Regions from separate parts of the Zea mays genome. Here region 1 is linked to region 2. The links are chromatin contacts, called in public Hi-C maps. All regions are on one chromosome and are shown on one strand. Each heading gives the region's core, a stretch centred on a gene start, on an enhancer-like site or on the middle of the called end of the contact. The rest is flanking DNA. Distances are from core to core; before and after follow the strand shown.

Evidence for each region. A called contact is a pair of places that touch in the nucleus more often than the background predicts.
Region 1: a contact with region 2 is called in a Hi-C map of ear, with 5 times the contacts expected there. The contact joins the promoter of LOC100277421 here to the promoter of LOC103652160 in region 2. A contact is called at or near these places in 3 of 25 Hi-C or Micro-C datasets (ear, leaf and tassel).

What each region holds. Positions count from the first base shown.
Region 1 is chr3:126,601,051-126,607,371 of Zm-B73-REFERENCE-NAM-5.0, reverse strand. It overlaps LOC100277421, which reads left to right and starts at 4,273. Exons shown (of 1, transcript NM_001150985.2): 1 at 4,273-6,128. The coding sequence starts at 4,662. The coding sequence ends at 5,687.
Region 2 is chr3:126,380,790-126,387,276 of Zm-B73-REFERENCE-NAM-5.0, reverse strand. It overlaps LOC103652160 (formin-like protein 12), which reads left to right and starts at 4,160. Exons shown (of 18, transcript XM_035966297.1): 1 at 4,160-5,918; 2 at 5,999-6,487.

The DNA of each region.
Region 1 (6,321 bases), core at 3,024-5,523, 220 kb before region 2:
TCTAGCCATCTCTTGCGAAACGTTGGCACTGGATTGCTTACTTCGGAACGGGTCACGAAGCCATAACAACCAAAATTGTTGTGGTATTGTTCTTTTCCAATAGCCTTCGCTTCATAAGAAAATTCGTGCAAGTTGCAGAAATATTTTGCATTCGGCTCTTGTCCTTGGCTCCTCATGGCCCAAATATAAACCCCTATCCCGATGATGGCTTCAGGGGTAAGCTGATGAATGTAGACTTTGAAGGTTTTCAGTACTTCGACCAGCATACTATCCAAAGGGAACCGAAGCCCTGCTTTCATAAAACTTCTATAGACAACTACCTCGTCAGCTTCGGGCAGAGGGACATTACTTTCTCCCCCAGCCCGCACAATAGAAATGTCACGAAAATACCTTCCTCTCATGGCATCAATCTGTCCTTTTTGATTGTCGACTTCCCAAAAACAACATGACTTGGCCTCCAGGACCGATCTTCGGCATCCTCAGTCTCACTTTCAGCATCAAAGTCTTCACCGTCACTGGAATCCTCAGATACTCCAGCTAATGTTTCATGTGCAATTTTTTCTGCATTAGTTCTCTCCATAGCTTCATAAAACTCGGACAGTGTCGGGTCCACAGTCTTCTTCTCACCAGCCATCAAATCAAAACTTGTTGAAATGTCGAAGCTCAAACTCGCGAAAAAACAAGAGAGTTTAAAACAGCAAGCACAATGTAAGCAACTGAAACAGCACAAGAAACGCTCTCAACACAATCTCATATTTATATGCATAGCGCCACAGCTTGGTGGGTCCAACATGTCAGTCTCGTTCGCTATTCTAGCGAAGGGAAGGTGTTTTTTCGGACCTTCGGCTAAAGGCCTTCGTTCAGGTCGCAATTTAAATTTGTTATAAGGAAAAAAATTTAATACTGCGAGGGGCTACTGTTGGGAGTCTTCCTCTTCTGAAGGTCCTCAAAAATGTGACTAACCATGCGTTTTCAGTTGGACATGGATTTATTACAGGAGGGTTTTGGCTTCTGGTTAAAGACATTCTCTAATGACGAAAGTATACGCGGTGTAAAGGAGCAACCCGAAGGTGGTAAGAGTAGGCGCCGAAGCTATTGCCAGAGAGCTTCGGCTTGATATGGTGACGAGAACCAAGGACGACACCGACTTAAAGGGGGAAAAGACCACTTAGTCCGTGATAGTGTGTATTATAATCACAAGTAAATGTCAGGGGCATAAATCTAATTTTGTCCGGGCTGTGTCCCGTGCCTATAAATAGATGAACAGTAGCACCGTACTGTTAATACTGGATTGTAATCACTCTCGCGCCATTCTCGCATCTTTACCTTCTGCCAAGCCGAAGATATTAATGTAATATGAATATTATTAATATTTACTCATATTCACATAATATACATGTGAATATATTATTGATTTATAATCATGATCTTCGTTTTCTTATGTTCTATTGCTTAATTATTCATATTCCTATACTAAAATGATGATATTCCTATACTAAAATGATGAAGATATGTATTTCATGACCTTTGTCTGAAGATCATTATATCCGAGAGTAAATAATGCTTCGAAGGACGAAAGTCTTTGACCATTAACAATTGTGTTGCCTTGTTTTTGATCTATACTATTTGAGAACAAGTGACCAACAACTATAGTATTGAAATGAGATGTAATTTCGATGCTATTGTCTGGACGCCACTAAATTGGAGTTTAGAATTAATTCCACATAATTTATTAAAGGGCTAACGCTTTGTACTGTGAGAGGGAATTTATAGCTATATTCCAGTTCTAGAGAAACGAGTCTCTGATTCAACAATCTCAATTCCATGTGTAACTAGACAACAGAACTCAAGAAAGCCGATTCCAATTCCTAATTATTCCGTGCTTCAATGCCTAGGATCCACACGGTGTACTAGAGCCCAGATGCATGTTGCATGTATTGTGCGTTTCTTTTTTTTGAGGAAGAACACACGTTCTGTATTATTGATTCAAAGTGACATTACAATCCCTGCTAGCAGCTTCCATAAGCCAACTAGGAAAGCAATCCAGCCAGAATAACACAGGAGCCAACTCTATAGCCTTACTTGCACAAAGGTGAGCGACCTCATTACCCTCTCTATTAACGAAAGATACTTGAAAAGATCTGAAATTCATACTCTTCTCTTTGATTTCTTGCCATAAGCCTGCGATAGCACTCCTTCTTCCCTCCTCAGACCGGAGAAGAGCCACCAGGACAGAGTTATCCACTTCTAGAATCGCTTTTTCCACGCTAAGCATCTGGGCCAGCACCACGCCGTCACGAGCAGCCAAAGCTTCACTGGTTAGCGCATCAGGGATGTGTTCATATAGTTGTGTTGCTGCCGCCAAAACCTCTCCCTGCGAGTTCCTCATCACCACACCCCCAGCCCCTTTGCCCGTCTCAGCAACAAAAGCAGCATCCAAGTTAATTTTCACCCAACCCTCCAATGGCGCTTTCCATTTAACCCGGCAACGCAGAGAGGCTTGCGGCCCCGGCACTTTTAAACAAACAAGATCCTCCAGCATTTTCGCCACATAACTCACTGCAGCGTATGGATTCCAGCGGTCACGCCCAAACCTTCTAGCATTCCTTCCAGACCATAAGGACCAGGCACCACAAATAACCATCGTTTTAACTGAATCAGTGAAGTGGTCATCAGCCAATAAGTCCTTTGCCCAGGTGACCTCCAAAAAAACTGGTAGTTTTATCCCTGTAATGTTTTTAACCACTCGCCAGAACTGCTTTGCAACTGGACAATCAATAGTAATATGGAAAAAAAGATTCCCCTTCCTCCCCACACACTTCACAGAAATTTTCACGAAGAATATGTCTCCTCTTCAATTCAGAATCATAATTGATCCGGCGCGCGCGGACTGCGCTCCGCAAGCCACTTTTGGTGGCCAACACATATACGCTTGGTCGCTGCTTGCAGACAGCGACGGAATCGGGCAGAACTGGCAGGAGATAGCGAAAGGGAAGGGAAGGGAAGGGAAGCAGGGGGCAGGGGGGCAGCGGGAGTGAGACTGTCACTCTCCCTCGCTGTCGGGGTGAAATTAGGCCCCATACCGAACTCACTCGCTGAAGAGCTGACTGACAGTTGGTTCCGACCATTCTTCAGCAGAAAGGTCGGCTCAGAACTGGATGCGTGCGAGGGTTGCCTTTCAGCTTCATCTCCCGGACTCTTGCGTTTCTTGAGCAGCGGCACCAGCACCAGCTTCGTCCGTCCGTCACTGTACAATCACTTTCGCTTTGAGTGCAGAAGCTGCTAGCTGCACAAAACCAACTGGTCGGAAAAAGAAAACGTTTCCTCTTTATTTTATTTTTTTACTTACACCCCAAAAAATAAAGATGCCCTTCTGAGCCGTGGTTAATGATTTACTTAATAAAAAGTAAACCAGGTCGGAATTATATGAGTTTAGGACCGTTTGGTGGCCGCGCTGCGTCCTTTCTGTTTCTGAGCCGTGGTTCGTCGTACGCGGATCGTAGGTGCACCTAATTGCTGGTGGATCGACCGCCAGGCGCCAGCCAGCCCTCTTCGGATGACCAGGAAACAACCGCTCGGCGACAAGCAAAACACGAGGCCCCTTTAATGGCGACAAGTCGCTCGCATGGACCCTGTCACCTGTGGCCTGCATGAATCGCTCGCCATTTTAGCCAGTAGTGCTCGGTACAGTCGCCCACTCGCCCGTGAATCTCACCGTAGCGCGCGGCGCGAGAGTCCGGGAGATGAAGCTGAAAGGCAACCCTCGCACGCATCCAGTTCTGAGCCGACCTTTCTGCTGAAGAATGGTCGGAACCAACTGTCAGTCAGTGAGTTCGGTATGGGGCCTAATTTCACCCGACAGCGAGGGAGAGTGACAGTCTCACTCCCGCTCCACCCTCCCTCCTGCCCCCTGCTTCCCTCTCTTCCCTTCCGCTATCTCCTGCCAGCTCTGCCCGATTCCGTCGCTGTCTGCAAGCAGCAAGCGTATATGCTCTCTTCTCCGGATCCTTAGTCTGGCGGGGCCAGCAATATGAGTGGGATATAATCGAAGCAACGCCTTCGCCGCCGCACCAGCCACCCTCCAGCTCTAGCCTGGCGGCCAGGCCGCCGCCCTTGTACCCGACGGCACCTACAATGCTTGCAACGTCTCATCCATATAAAATAGTGTTCGGTAGGGAGTCTAGTAGTAGTAGATGGTACCGAGACGAGATGAATTTCAGGCAGATTTTTTCTATTCATTTCAGCTCCAATCGCTTCGCTTGCTTCGTCTCCAGTACCTGCCTTGCCACGCCAGTCGCCAGCTCAGACCTCGCTCCTCTGCCCTGCTCCTCCGTAAACTAAAGAGGCCCTCCCGCGGTCCCGCCCGGTGGCCTCTCGCCGTGCTCATCCGTTCGGTACCGGGTCAGTGCCGCCGTCAGTAGGTGGTCAGTCAATCATCCGCTCGTCCATTCCAGCTCTCTCCTGCTCTTGACCGGCCAACCATCCATCCATCCATCGGCGGGCGCGCAGCCAGCCAAGCGGTCCCGCCATAAAGGTGGCGAGCGCGAGTATGCTGTTGCATTGCTGCTGATTGCTCCGTCTCCTCCGCCTCTCGCTCGCTCTCTGAGGTGAGGAAGAAGAAGCGGAGAGGTTACGGGTTTGCGGGTTGCGTTGCGTGCGACATGGGGAGAGCGGCGGGGCTGGCGCGCGACGGTGTGACGACAGCGGGGCGGGCGACGACGACGAGGGTCATGCGGGCTGCCGTGTCCGCGTTCTTCGCCGGGTACCACCGCTTCACCTCCGTGGCGGCGCTGCTGGCGCTGCCGTTCTCGGCGGCGGTGCTGGCGTCGGAGGCGATGGCGCCGTCGTCGTGGGCGCTGCGCGCTGTGGCGGCGCGGCTCCGCTCCGTGTTCGCGGCCGCGGGGTTCCCGCCCTCCCCCTTCTTCGCGCTGCTCGAGGCCAAGCTGTCGCAGACCGTCTTCACGTTCGCGGCCACGCTGCCGTTCGCGCTCACCTTCCTGCTGCTGGCCAAGGCCTGCGTCGCCGCCATGCTCCGCCTCCGGGACGACGACGCGTCGGAGTCGCCGCCGCCTCGGCGGCGGCGGGTCGCCGTGGCCGCGCTCCCGCCGTGCGCGGCCGTGGCGCGCGCGTACCCGGCCGTCGTCGCCACGCACCTCCTCAACGCCTTCCTCATGCTCTCCGCCAACGCCGCGGTGTTCTCGCTGCTGCTGCTGGCTTTCGGCGCCGCCGACCTGCTGGGTCTCACCTCCCACGTCTGGACGCTCGCGCTCTCGGCCGCGGGCGCCATCGTCTACTCGCTCGTCGTCGGCGTCGCCACCGTGGTCTGCAACCTCGCCATCGTCGTGGCCGCCACGGAGCCCGGGTGCGCGGGCCACGCCGCGGTGCTCAGGGCCTGCGTCGCGATCCGGGGCCGGGTGTCCACGGCGCTGGCGCTGGCGCTGCCCACCAACCTCGGCATGGCGGCGGCCGAGGCGCTGTTCGGACTCCGCGTCGTCGCGCAGCGTCGGAGGGACGGGAGGCTCGCGCCGGGTGTCGCCGGCGAGGCCTTCTCGATCGCCTACATCCACGCGATCTGCGTCGTGCTGGAGATCATCGTCACCTGCATGTTCTACAGGAGCTGCAAGAGGAGTGAAGCCGACGAGCTCAGAGAGCTGGAGCCAGAGGAGAAGGGAGACCTCCAGGCTTGATGCCCTCTCACCTTCAGCTTCAGTCTGGTGCGTGCACAATACAGATAGTAGCATCATCATAGATTGTGTTTCTGATCAGAACAACAGGATCAGATCATAGGGTACAGAGCTGATACAAAGAAACATAGTGGTAAGCCGACATAAATTTCTGCAAAATGTTTCTTTTTTTATGCAAAGCAAATGGTAAACATTGAGTTCAAATAAACGGTTATTTGTACAGAAAGAAACATTCTCTTGAACTGTTCTTGTGTGACACTGGTAGCTTGCACCAGCACCTCGAAGAAGGAATTGCAGTTCAGAGCGTATAAACTCAACCTCCTCATCAATCTACTAGGTATATGCCCGTGCGTTGCTACGGAATCGACATGATAGAATAGACTGATATGCAAAAGCACTAATTGTTATTCTATAGTATATTAGCATGTTAAGGATGTTTGCATTGAGAGCTGATTCATTATCAACCACTGCATGCTTGTCCAATTGGTTGTCAATTTGTACTTGATTTTTCTCCTTCGAACAATCCATTTTGGCACTATTGTAATATTGAATTCCTACGTTAATAAATTTGTTACAATCATAGCAATAGCTTTTTTTAACTATTGTGAATAGAGGATTAAACATTAAAAGAATAGAC
Region 2 (6,487 bases), core at 2,911-5,410:
GTGGCGGCTTTGTAGACACCAATGTCTATAGCCTCTAAGTAAGCTTCCATACGAATTTTCCAATATGGAAAATCATCACCATCAAAAACGGGAGGCGATCCATCCCCACCGGACATCGTTACTCTAGCGGTTAAGCTAATCTAAGAGCAACAAGGCTCCGATACCAATTGAAAGGATCACGATGCCCAAGAGGGGGGATGAATTGGGCTTTTCTAAAAATCAACACTAATTAAAACCTAAGCAAGAGCCCAACTTCACCCCAACAACTAGCAATAAGAGAATAATACTAGAAATACAACAATGCTAAGACAATACTTTAAATACTTGCTAAATAAATACACAATTTAAAATGCTTGAATTAAGTGCGTAATGTAAAGCAAGGTTTAGAAGACTCCTCCATTTTTTCCCGAGGTATCGAAGAGTCGGCACTCTCCCCTAGTCCTCGTTGGAGCACCCGCGCAAGGGTATCGCTCCCCCTTGGTCCTTGCAAGAACCAAGTGCTCACTATGAGATGATCTTTTGCCACTCCGGCTCGGTGGATCTCTCACGACCGCTTACAAACTTGAGTCGGGTCACCAACAAGATCTCCACGGTGATCACCGAGCTCCCAACGCCACCAAGCCGTCTAGGTGATGTCGATCACCAAGAGTAACAAGCCGTAGACTTTCACTTGACCAAGAGAAGCCAAATGCATGCGGTGTGTGCTCTAGGTGGCTCTCGCTAGCGCTAATGAGGTCCAAATGCGGGATTAAGATTCTCAAATCACCTCACTAGGCTTTGTGGTGCTTGCAATGCTCTACCAAAGTGTAGGAGTAAATGTGGGCAACAAGACAATCAATATGGTGGGTGGAGGGGTATAAATAGCCCTCACCCACCAACTAGTCGTTACACAAACCCTGCTGCGCATGGGCGCACCGGACTGTGGTGCGCCACCGGTGCACCAACGGTCGACTCCAACGGCTAGTTCTGACAGCTAGCCGTTGGGCAGATGGCACACCGAACAGTGAACAATCACTGTTCAGTGCGCACCGGACAGTCTGATGCGCTATCCGGTGTGCCACTAAAATTCAACTCGTGAACTGCGCGCTCTCATGTTTCTACGCAGGGAACCCTCTTCTCTGGGCCAGGCTGTCCCCACTGGCAGAGGGTGCACCGGACAGTCCGGTGCACACCGAACAGTCCGAAGACCAAAGTCTCCACAAGGCCAACCACAAAGATAAGGGGCTCTTGCTAGCTTTACAATGAATGGGAGTCAAAACTCCACGCTCAAATGATCACAAGAGGTAGCTCACACTTTCTCTCAATGATTCTCATAATGCACTATCGCTAAACACACACGAGTAGCTCTTTCTTGCTTGATCTTTCTTTTGTGGCACTTGTGAGGCCTTGATGTGTATAGAAGTGCTGCACTAGTAGACAGGAGTGAATACCCAACTCCTGTGTATGATATGGATCAATCAATCAATGAGAATGGGCTGGTTGGGGTCCCTTTTATAGCCTCCAACCACCCATATAACTGTTATGCCCTGTCTGTCTGTTCTGCGCACTGGCGGACGGTCCGCAGCTTGGGCCCGGATGATCCACGACCCTCCAACGGTAGGATCTGACGTTACAACGGTTATGTCTGACAACCCAATGGCTAGATCAACAATTGTCTCGATACGCGGAGGTCTGCCCTTGGTCCCGGATGGTCTGCGCCAGTTCTAGAAATCCTTTTGCACAACTAGTCACCTTCAGGCTGAACCAGATCTTCACGTGCGGACGGTCCATGAATTATAGCTGAACGATCCACGCTTTATAGCCGGACAGTCCACGATTTATAGCCGGACTGTCCACGATTTATAGTTCCTATCCAAAGTCATAGCGGTGTCACGAACGGTCCGCCAGAAGGGGCCAGGCGGTCCGCACTTGGCGATTTCAGAACTTGAGTTTCTGACTTGTCGTTGATCTTTGAACAATCTTCTCCAAGTTGCTTTGGCTAAACTTGAGAGAGATCCTATGACTTAGAAGAATATCTCTAGTGGTTGTCCATCTAGTCTAAGTCATGGATCTTAAACATTTTAATTCTTTAACTCATATTTCTTCTTTTGCTCAAACTAGCTCCAAAATAGTGAGAAGTTGATTCTGAGCTTTCCAACTTCTCTAGAAGTGTTGAATAGGTTCCTCGGGGTATTTAGAACTTATCCAAAGAGTAGAACTATTGGTAGTTCATCTATTCCATGTTTTACCCCTATTTCGTTGTATCTGAGCTTATTGTGACTTAGAAACTAAATGTTGAACTTATGAACCTGTGAATCAAAAACTAGGCAAACTAATTAGTCCGAATGGTTGTGATGGTCATCAAGCACAAAAAACAATATAATAAATGGTTTAAGGCCATTTCCCTTTCATGCACGTATTGGGCTTTAGCGAGGGGGGGTCCAAGCCGAAGTTGGTAGCACAGTATCACCTATGATAGTGGTCGTGCTTCAAGGGTCGGTCAGCTTATCAATGGGCTCGTTCGTATCCCCAATATCTGACGGTTCACCATGCAGTGTAGTCCATCCATAGTGTCGTTTCCTATATCCGTACGAGAGGAATGAGTGCTTCATGGTTGATTTAGACGTAATGGATGTGGATGTTAGTCAGAATAGGAACAACCTCCATTCCCCTCCATGTTGTGGCGACCGTTATGATGACGAAGGCTAATCATGGAGTGGTCATCCTCATTCTTTTGATCGTTGACCCGTGTGTGGTTTGTTTGTGCCTGTGTCTAGTTTGGTCATCCCCTTAGGCTAGGCACGATTCGCCTGACCCCTAGGTTGACTTAGGGCTCGTTCAACCCTTTTTCGTTTTGCCCAACCCCTAGGCGTCCTTGCTTCACATCGGGACTAGGGGCAAACATTAGCGGTTTACTCATGATCCAGAAGCAGATTGGGCCTTACTCGAGCCTTTTCAGAGTATCTTTACTCATCACGACTCGTGGGCCTTGGGGACCCGGTTTTGACCCTGACAACAGAGTTTTGTCTTTCATAAGATGTGTATATAATGAAATTGATGATCAAGATTCCAATGTTTAATTGATCCACAGTTTTGAAGCTCATTGTTTTTAACATACCTGAATATTAATGGTCATATGATTATCTTGTCAAATCCTTCTCCCCTCCAAAGGTGTCGAAGGGGAGAAGGGTGATTGTGTTCTCCGTGTCCAGAGAGCACATGGAACAAGTACAAGGGTTAACATACTAAATGTATAAACAAATGACATTATACAAAGTAATTGATGACAATGAACTAGTTTCATATATGCAACAGTCAAGCTCAATGATTAGGTTACTTTGAATAACAGATATCAGATAACATAGGGAGGGAACATCCAAATATACTTCGACATTGTAGTATCTTTGGAGGTTCTCTCGGGAAAAAGATGCTATAGACGCAAGGTTACATATGACCGATCCCCGTAACAGTGATATTATTCATCTATTTATAGGGTTCGAACGATATACATATTCATATGAAATTGCAACCTTGCCCTTACGTTTACACCGTAGTCCTTCGCTAACGAGAGGGTACAATCACACCATTTTACAATCCTGATTTTCTTCTCCATGTAAACCTTCTTAACTTGTTTTATCCATAGACCATTGTGAAGGCACTGAAGCTCCCCTTCACTTTCCCATTTCTTCGTCGTCCGAAGCTCTTTTAAGTGTGATGGTTTTTGGCTTTGATTGAGGTCCTTATCTAAAAAAATGCCTAAACATTGATTTTGGATAGAGACTTCGTCTATTTTCTTGACATTAAACAGATTCCATATTTGGACAGAATTTAAACTATGATGAACTCAGGCCATCACTTTTTTTTGGAAAGATGAAAAATTTCTTAGAAACCGGACTCGGAAATCTCTAGCTCTGGATTCAGCCCGTTACACGTTGGGCTCTCTGTAACACGGCAAGAGTACCATTCGTTGGGCTAACTTTGATTCATCCTGCTATTACGGGCCCATCCCAATTGCTCCTGACTAGTGCAGATCCGGCCTATCATGAAAAAGCCCACACGGTGACCGCTGCCTGATGTGATGTCATGCGCCGAGCAGCGTGGCGCGCACCGGTGCAACCGTTGGCGCCGGGCCCCACATGTCATACGCACAAAAAATCTTACCCCCGAGGCATTTCATCGTGTGTTTGTTTCGAGCAATCGTGCTCGCGCGTGCTCAGCTTTGCTCTGCTCTGCCTGCCGCCTCCGCCTCCGCCGTCGTCTCCCCTCTGTCTTCCTCCGTTTCCTTCTCCGCCACCTCCAACACCCCAAAAATAATTTTAGCAGCACGAGCAGAAAAAAAAGTTCCGCTCGAAAAAAAGAATTCCTCAACGAGAGGGGGAAAGGAAACCCTAGCTGTCTGAATTCCGCCGCGCGCGGCATTGCCCTCCCGCGACTCGAGCCGGGAGCTTGGCGGGCGGGTGCGTGCGTGGCGCACCCGATCGCCGGCGTTCGTATCGTTAGCCTCCGCTGGCGAGTGGGTGCTAGGTCGGCGGCGGCAGCGGGCAGCACGGGGCCCGATCATCGCTGGCGCCGCCGCTGCGGTCTGGCTGGCTGGCCGCCGGCAAGAGTGCGGTCGGCTGGTCCCGGGCGTCGCGGAGCAAGTGGGTCCGGGGGCAGGCCGCCGGAGACGGCGGCGACGCCGACGGCGGTCGGAAGCGCAAGGGAATGGCGCTGTTCCGGAGGCTCTTCTATCGGAAGCCGCCGGATCGGCTCCTCGAGATAGCCGACCGCGTCTACGGTACGGTAACCCCGCGCCTCCTGTTCGACTGCCGCCACCGAACCGAATTACCGATTTGGGGGGTACTTCGGGGTGTGTGCAATCGGAGGTTCTATTGATTTTAGCACCGGAAATGCAGCTGCATTATGTAATTTCGCTCAGTGCCGGAACAAATTTCTCTGGATGTTGTTTTCAGGCTTCCAGCTAACATGCCTTCCTTGTGCATGCTGCATCAGCTTACGGTGCCACCATGATTCTATGGCCCCATTCTAGTTTCGTTCGAGCTATGCTTCTCAAAAAGAAGGGTTCGCTCACTGTTCGACTACCGCTGTATTTTTCCCGTGTTTATTACTGCACATTAATAGTAACGTTGCCAGCAACCTCGTTGGCTGGTGCAAGGGTTTGATTCTGAAGTTTCTATGTTATGCGATTAATGTAACACCCATGTTTGAAGATAGATGAGGAGCTGTGACATTTAGTCTATGCCTAATACGATAATGCTTGCTGATCAACAAGAACAATGCGATCATGTCTTAATCTGCTACTTCACTATCAGAAAAAAAATTGAATAAGAAGTGCATTTTAGTCTAAAATGCTGCTAACATGTTTGAAGACATGAAGTTTCACATAAGTAGAAATACTGATTGGCATCTTTGTGTTGCTGTATTTAATTGTTTGCTGATGGGTTTTCAGTAGTGCAACTAGGTGACTTCTTAGTAGGACTAACAGGATAACTCTCATGCATTTTTTAAGTAAAGGCACTGCTCAATTAAGCAAGGAAAAGGGAGTTTTATGTAAGCTGAACGCCCATTGTGCCCAACAGACCGGTCCTAGGACAAAAAGAGAAGCCCTCCCCCACTCTTGGTGGGGTAACCCGCAAAGAACATCGTCCATTCGTCCTACATCTTTGCACTATTTCTTCTTTGGTCGATGAGGTGACCTGCTGCGATGTCTTGTACACATCTTAAAAAATCCTCCTATTTCTCTCCTTCCGCAGGTACCACACAATGTAGATTACCACTCCGTTGAAACGGCTGCGGTCGTGCTTTGGCACCTTGCTTACTACTTCCTCCCACCAATCGGTAATGCAGGCGGGGTCCTGTTAGGGTAGCTGCACATTGAAATTCTTCCAGGATAGCACCTGGCTCCAATTGGCCCTTGCGAAGGGGCACAGCAAAGAAAGGTGTAACCTTGTCTGTTATCTCTAGAGGCCCATTACACAAGACACAATGGTCCTAATGTGGGAACCCCGCTCTTTTGTAGGTTGTCCACCATTAGGACTTTGTTGTGCATGAGTATCCAGGCGTGGACTTTGCATTTATTTTCCACCTGCGCCTTCCAAATGAGCTCGGCCTGGAATTTTCGATGCGATCCTCCGAACTGGATCTTGTATGCTGAACATGTGGAATATTTTCCGTCAGCCATCCATTTCCGAGTTATAGAATCCTGCATGCCGAGCAGCATCTGTACAATTTGTATTCTGGTCCATAGTTCGGCGAATTCTTGGATTTGTGTGGAGGTTGTGATTATGTCCAGAGCGATCGGATATAGTCACCATTGTGTAACTTCTGACAGGACTGTCCTGTTCTTTCTACACACCAGCTCATGCGTTTATGATTTGATTATGTAGGATCAAGGCTATCATGTATTGATCTGCTACTTCTGTAGTCTCGTATAAAAAAATTGAATGGGTGGCTTCTGGCCTTGCACCATACTTCTATGATGGTTATAGACATTGTCAAATTAAGTCTG